Linked DNA regions of Ovis aries: region 2 is linked to region 1. A link is a contact called in public Hi-C data. All regions are on one chromosome and are shown on one strand. The core of a region is the stretch at or near the end of the contact, and the rest is flanking DNA. Distances in the headings are between cores, read along the strand shown. Region 1 overlaps LHFPL3 (LHFPL tetraspan subfamily member 3). Region 2 overlaps LOC114114509.

What was found. Hi-C and Micro-C count contacts between places; a contact is called where the count stands out from the background.
Region 2: a contact with region 1 is called in a Hi-C map of omental adipose tissue, with 2.7 times the contacts expected there. The contact joins two enhancer-like sites. A contact is called at or near these places in 9 of 16 Hi-C or Micro-C datasets (blood, hypothalamus, liver and 4 more).

The regions. Positions count from the first base shown.
Region 1 is chr4:47,598,331-47,601,723 of ARS-UI_Ramb_v3.0, forward strand. All of the region lies in intron 3 of LHFPL3 (LHFPL tetraspan subfamily member 3), which reads left to right. All of the region lies in intron 6 of LOC114114509, which reads right to left. Among named protein-coding and RNA genes, the nearest start is that of KMT2E, 110 kb to the right of the region's middle. Within about 2 kb of position 1,766, at least 23 of the 54 cell types and tissues checked have an H3K27ac peak or open chromatin away from gene starts, as enhancers often do.
Region 2 is chr4:47,642,223-47,645,615 of ARS-UI_Ramb_v3.0, forward strand. The region is part of intron 4 of LOC114114509; the gene reads right to left. Among named protein-coding and RNA genes, the nearest start is that of KMT2E, 61 kb to the right of the region's middle. Within about 2 kb of position 1,604, at least 8 of the 54 cell types and tissues checked have an H3K27ac peak or open chromatin away from gene starts, as enhancers often do.

The sequences.
Region 1 (3,393 bases), core at 516-3,015:
TGAAAACCACATACATTGCTGATGGGAATGTAAAGTGGTGTGTACACTAGAAACAGTTTGGAAATTCCTCAGAAAATTACACAGTTCCTATATAACCCAGGAATTCCACTCCTAGTTATATGTACCTAACAGAAATGAAAACCTACATCACCCAGTAACTTGTACAAGAATGTTTAGAGCAGCGTTACTCATAATAACCATAAGTTAGAAACAAATACTATTCAGCTGAAGAATGAAAACACAAAATGTGGCATGTTCATACAGTGGTATACTATTTGGCAATAAGAAGGAATGGAGTCCTGAATTATGCTACAACATGGATGAACCTTCAAAACATTTTGCTAAGTGAAAGAATCCAGTCACAAAAGATAGTCGTGTGTTCCATGATTTCTTTTATAGGAAATGCCCTGAATAGGCAAATCCAGAGAGACAGAAGGTAAATAAATGAGTGTTTCCAAAGACCAGAGGGAGGGGAGAAAGCAGAGGTATGATGTTTTTGTGGTGATGAAAATATTCTACAATTAGTTAGTAGTGCTGGTTGTGCAACTCTATGAATATATCACAAATCAATGAATTATATTCTTTAAGTGGTGTCTTATGGTATGTAAGTTATATCTTAGTAAAGCTATTACCAAGAAAATAGTTTCTCTTCCACAAGACTTCTCAGTGAGTGGTAAAATCCTCAAGAGGAGTGTATGGTTTATATTTTATTTAGGGTACCTAACTGTTCTCATTTGCCTGGGACTGAAGGCATTCCCAAACATAACGGTCAGTGGTAAAACTAGAAAAGTCCTAGGCCATCCATGCAATATTGGGGACATACTTACAGTAAAAAAAAAAAAGTTCAATGTTTATCTGACATGTAAGCATCCTCTATTTTTATTTGCTAAATCTAGCAACCCTAATTTTACAGGATGATCCAATTTGTCTAGATCACGTAGAAGCAGAGATCTAGAGTTAAGTTTAAATCTAAGAGACCAACAGTGTTTGAAGTTAAGGAAGAAAGCTCTCAAAGCATTTTGGAACCTTGGCCAAAACTATTACCAAATAGTTCTTCAGAAATCTCTTTTCACAACTTTCTGCCTCAAGTTCTCTCATTTCCAAGGTCTACTGCAAAGGGTTCTTGTCAGAGGACTCTTTAAGAATGATATTAATAAATAGTTACATGAAATAATGTGCTTCTTTAAAGTGTTTCATCTTGGATGAAGCATAAACTAGTTCCTCCTGGCATCTGAGTACATGATGAACTGTATTGTAAGTAAGTCTATTTTTAGCTCACTAGTGTTTTGGAAGACAGGCTGTTAAAAATAGAAGCAGGCCTAGTAGAGTAGAGAAGCAAGAGTGCTTTTCCTCACCGATTAATGAAAATTTAGCTGGTCCTCTGAGCCCAGTACTCTTGCCTGGAAAATCCCATGGACAGAGGAGCCTGGTGGGCTGCCGTCTATGGGGTCGCACAGAGTCAGACACGACTGAATTAGCAGCAGCAACAGCAGCTGAGCCCAAATGGTTGGAGGGAAGGTGTGTGCCGCCGTATGATCAGGTTAAAAGGCTGTGGCTTGTAATTTGGAAATTAGCATGTCATGTGTCACTGAGGCAGAAGATGAGGGACGTAACTGTAACGCGAGTTCCCTGGAAATGCATAGATACAGGAAGTCAAGGGCTTGCATGTTTGACCAGGTGAAAGGCGCTGTGTTTTAAGAAGCCGGGGCTCAATTCAGTGATGGTTCTTTCCATCAGCACTTCTCAGCACTACAGGTTAGCAGCCACCAGGAGGCACCAAAGCAAGGCCATTCCGAAGGACGGCGTCTGACACTCCTGAGCAGCGGGGTGATCATCACAGCCTCCCCTTTGAGATTCCGTGCCCAGTATGTACCTTTCGGCAAAGCAACCGGGTGGGTATGCGCATGGATTTACAGTCAATTTCAAACGTGCTCTGGCGCTTGGCACCCTTGTGGCCTCTTTAATCCACAAACAAGGATTATAAAGTACCTCAGACAGAGGCAAGTGATAAGAATTAAATGAGTCAGTGTCTGGAAAGTGCTTAATACTTAATCCCGTGCTTTGTGCGTCGTAAATTCTCAGTTCCATAGTACACCCTGGAAGCCGCTAGGGGGTTCCGATGCCAACAAGGTCACAGAGAAGGCATTAGCTTTTTTTCATTCCCTTCCATTCTAGGATCTCTTCCCCCTTCCTCTCTCCTTCAGAGATCCCGAGACCTGCTTCAAAAGTCTTCCTTCTGACAATCTGCCAAGGACATTCTCCACAGAAATACAGTGATTCCCAAAATTCTGTTCAATCCTCTCTACCCAGTGTTTCCCCATGTGGTTCAAAAGCCGCTTGCATCAGAATCATCTGGATCCAGGAAGTGGGGATTTCTGGGGATGGAATCTAGGACTCTGCATTTTAATGAGCTTCCAAAGTCAATCTTACGCATAATAAAACTTGAGACTCTGCTCTACTCCTAGTGAGATTTTTTTAAACAGAGAATATAGTACCCATTGATCTCAACCAGCTGTTAACTGATTATCTGATTAAAGTAATTCACACTGAACTGCGAAGAACAGATAAACTCCCCTTTCAGAATTGGCATTCTGGCGTTTTACAAATCTTAATGAATTCCCAATTAGTGAAACGTCTGGGATGGACGTTTAAAGTAAAATGACCTTGCCAGTGACCCATACCTCAGGGGAAGCTTTCTTATGTCCTGGAACCCCAGGCTCACTGACTAGTGGAGTGGAGGGAAAAGAGAAGGAAGAGAAGAAGGCAAAGGAGGAAGAGTGGGAGATGGAAGGTTAGGAGAGGAGTTGGGAGAGGGGTGGACAGGAGGAACCACCCTCCCAAATATCCCCACCCCAACAGCATGTGTGCTTCAAGCTCATCCAAGTACAGAAGGTCCCAGCTGCAATCCGTTATACTCTATCCCAGAGACATCGCAACTGAGGCTTCTATTTTATTTGCTACTCAGTTTATTTTTTTAATACGAAACTGCCCAATTGCCCAGCCTAATATAAAGCTGCTACGGAGTAATAGCCCCTTGTTCTTTGTTGCTCCCAGACCATTTCTTCTCCCTCTAGGTGGCTATGACCCAGCCTCCAATTATTGGGTGTTCCCCCCTTCTCTCTTACAGCCCCTAAGTGAACTCTTCCTAGCTCATGATTTTAAATACCATCCACACAACTGGTGTTTCCTAAATACCTATCTCTAATCCCAACCTCTCCCCTTGCTGTCCAGACCCTTGTGTCTAACTGCCTCCTCTATGCCTCCCCCTGTAATTGTTGTTCAGTCACTCAGTCGTGTCCGACTCTTTGGGACCCCACAGAGCGCAGCACACCAGGTTCCCTGTCCTTCACCAACTCCCAGAGCTTGCTCAAACTTGTGTCCATTGAGTCAATG
Region 2 (3,393 bases), core at 354-2,853, 44 kb after region 1:
GCTACAGTGATTTATTGTACAGCAGAGGGAATATAGCCAATATTTTGTAATAACTGTAAATATAGTATAACCTTTAAAAATGTGAATTTTATATATATTACATACTTATAACATATAATATTATACATCCAACTATACTTCAATGTAAAAAATTTTAAAGAAGAAATAATAAACCATGCTGGAATATGGAATGTGCTGGGAGATACTGAGAAGGTGGTTCTTGAGTTGGCCTCAAGACTAAGCCAGCTTTAAATGATCTAGGGAGGAGAGAGGAGGGGTGAAATGCGAGGGCCCAGCCTGTGCTGAACATGTGGGGAAATTGGAAGGACAACCTTGACGGCTTCTTGCCACAAAGACTCTGCCACCAGTAATGATTTCATTCTATTAAATAAGAAACAAAATAATAAAACAAATAATCGCTAACCTTAGGTAATGCTAAAGACTTTGTGTTTATTATCTTGCTTAACCCTCATAACATCATGAGGTGTGCGTGTACTAAGTCGCTTCAGTTGTGTTCGACTCTGTGCAACCCTGAGGACTGCAGCCTGCCAGGCTTCTCTGTCCATGGGATTCTGCAGGCAAGAATACTGGAGTGGGTTGTCATGCCCTCCTCCAGGGGATCTTCCTGACCCAGGGATCGAACCTGCGTCTCTTACATCTAACCTGCATTGGCAGGTGGGTTCTTTACCACTAGGGCCACTTGGAAATATCATGAGGTAGAACTGTACCTCAACCCATTCTACAGAGGACTAAACTGAAGCTCAGAGAAATTCAGTAACTTGCCCAAGAGCATGTTGCTAGAGAACAGCAAAGTTCCACACCCTGGCTCTTAACTGCTGGATTCAACTTCCTCTAGTTAATCAGTGACACAGTTTTCACTGTTGGCATTTCCCCACCACCTAGATAACCGAACAGAAAGGTAAACTAATTTTAAATTAGCTCCAGTTAATATTAAATAATAAAGCATTATCTGAATTATTCTCAAAGTGATGATTCTTAACCTTTGGAAGTGAGAGTCCCCTCTGAAAATCTGACATCAATTAAAGACCCTCATCCAGAAATATGTGCATATACACACAAAGTCTGCTTTGAACTTCAGGGACTTCCTGAAGCCCTGGAACAGCCCTAAGTTACCACTTCTTGACCTCACACTTCCAGATCCCAGAAAAGCCCCTCCAAGTACAGATGGTGTGGGTGTCACATTCAGTCCCAACATCCCCCCCATTAGCACAGATCATCAAGGTTGCTGGCGCAGCTGCTCTGCCTCTGTGTGCTCAGTAACTCAGTCATGTCCAACTCTTGGCGACCCTACTAACCAAAGGCCGCCAGGCTCCTCTGTCCATGGGATTCTCCAGGCAAAAATACTGGAGTGGGCTGCCAACATGTAATCAAATCATAAACTCTCTTCAACCATATTTGTTCTATTGAATAAGCATTTGAATTCTTGGCGAGCCTCATGGTCTGGGAACGCTGATGCTTTCGTTCTGCCAGTGTGAAGGGGAGCAGGCTGTGGGTGGGCCTTCTGGAACAAGGTTGTGTGACCAGATGCTATTGCTGATGCCTCACATACTGTCAGGTGCTGGGGTGGTCAGAAGTCACTTCCACCCTAGGGATCAGGAAGATAAACAAACAGAATTAACCGAACTCCCGTCCTGGAGCAGTCCTGCCCCATGTGTATTGGAGGAGGTCAAAAGTATAATAAATAGTTTCCTTTCCCCTCACTCTGAGTTTAGCAACAGTGTTTTTCTCCTCTTTAATTTTTTTCTAGGCAAGGAACAAAACACAGACAATGTACTATAATGTTAAAAAAAAATGTGTTTAGGAGACAGATGTAGATTTAAATCCTAGCTTCATAACTTACTCAGGCAAGTTACTCAGCATCTCTGAACCTCTGATTTCTGTTTTAGAAAATATGGACACCAGTGTTTATCTTACAGAATTGTTGTGAGGATTAGATAAGACAATACACTTATGTTCCTGACACATCATAAGTACTTAATAAGCAGCCACTAAAATCAGACCTCATGGTACTTATATTTCTGGCTATCAGGTTCACACTGAGATTAATAGCCCCACTGGATGGGTTTGCATAAGTCCTAGCATATCAAAAGCTATTGTGATCTCAAGGAAATATAAAAGAACCATAAACCCTAACCTCAATCATTCAGAGGCCATAACTGCTTTCTTAGATTTCTCTTCATTCTTGGCACAGAGCTTGGTGAACAGCTGAATGATGGCAGATACATGTGGACCACAAGTTACTACGGGAGAGCCAGGATCCCCTTAAAAAATCAATAAGTGGAGCAGATGTCCTGTTTACTGTTAACAAGACAAGAAGACAAGGTTAGTGTTAAATCATAGCTACCTTGAAGAACACTTTGTGTGGGGAAGAGGCTTGGTCTTCAGAAGTTCTCTGCAACCTTCTGGTTCCCTGAAAGGAATTGGCTATAAAGCACCTTTGGGCAAGCCCTTCATCTCTGAGCTTGGATGTTAGGAAAAGCCTTGGGGAAATCAGCTGGATTTACTTATATCCCAAATCTTCAAAGCAAAAAAAAAAAAAAAAGAATTTGAATTTACAATGAAAGACTCACAATACCTTAAAGAGTGAACAAAGTAGGACTCAGGATCAAGGGGAAAAGGTGAAGCAGATATGATAACCCTAAAAAGCACCACAGCTGTAAACTTCACTCTGCACTTTTTGAACAAAAAGAGAGACAGAACGTTTCCTAGCTCTCATCAGAAAAAACCAAAATGCCATTCATGGAGGGAGGCACAGCTCTTTCCTGGCACTGAACTCCGGTGAGAATTTCTCACATAGAACATACATAAGGAGCTGGAATCATGCCAGGTCTGTCCTCAACAACTGTTTTACAGTAAATACATGGTTTTAATAGCTGTTTATTGTAGTGACCTCATGGGAGATGTCAGACAACACCAGAACAAGGGGCATTCCAGCACTAGTGGCTGGAATGTCTTCCAGAATGAGTGGCTTAGTGTCTTCAAAAAGTCAGTATCCTGAAAAGAAAGGGCGAGGGAGAAATGTTTAAGCTAAAAAGAGGCAAGATACTGACGATACATAACCATTTTCAATGCAAGAATCTTGCTTGGTTGGTGAAGAAAATCATTGTAAGACATTTTGGTGATAGTCTAAGAATCATTAATATGGATTGATTATATTTAGATGATATAGGGAATTATTGTTAGAACCAAGGACACAGTGATAAAGAATCTGCCTGCAACACAGGAGCCACACAGGAAACGTGGGTTCAGTCCCTGGGTCCGAAAGAGCCCCTGGAGGAGGGCATGGCAGTTCACTCCAGTGTTCTTGCCTGGAGAATCCCATGGACAGGGGAGCCTGTGGGATACAGTTGGACATGGACATGTCTCAAGGAG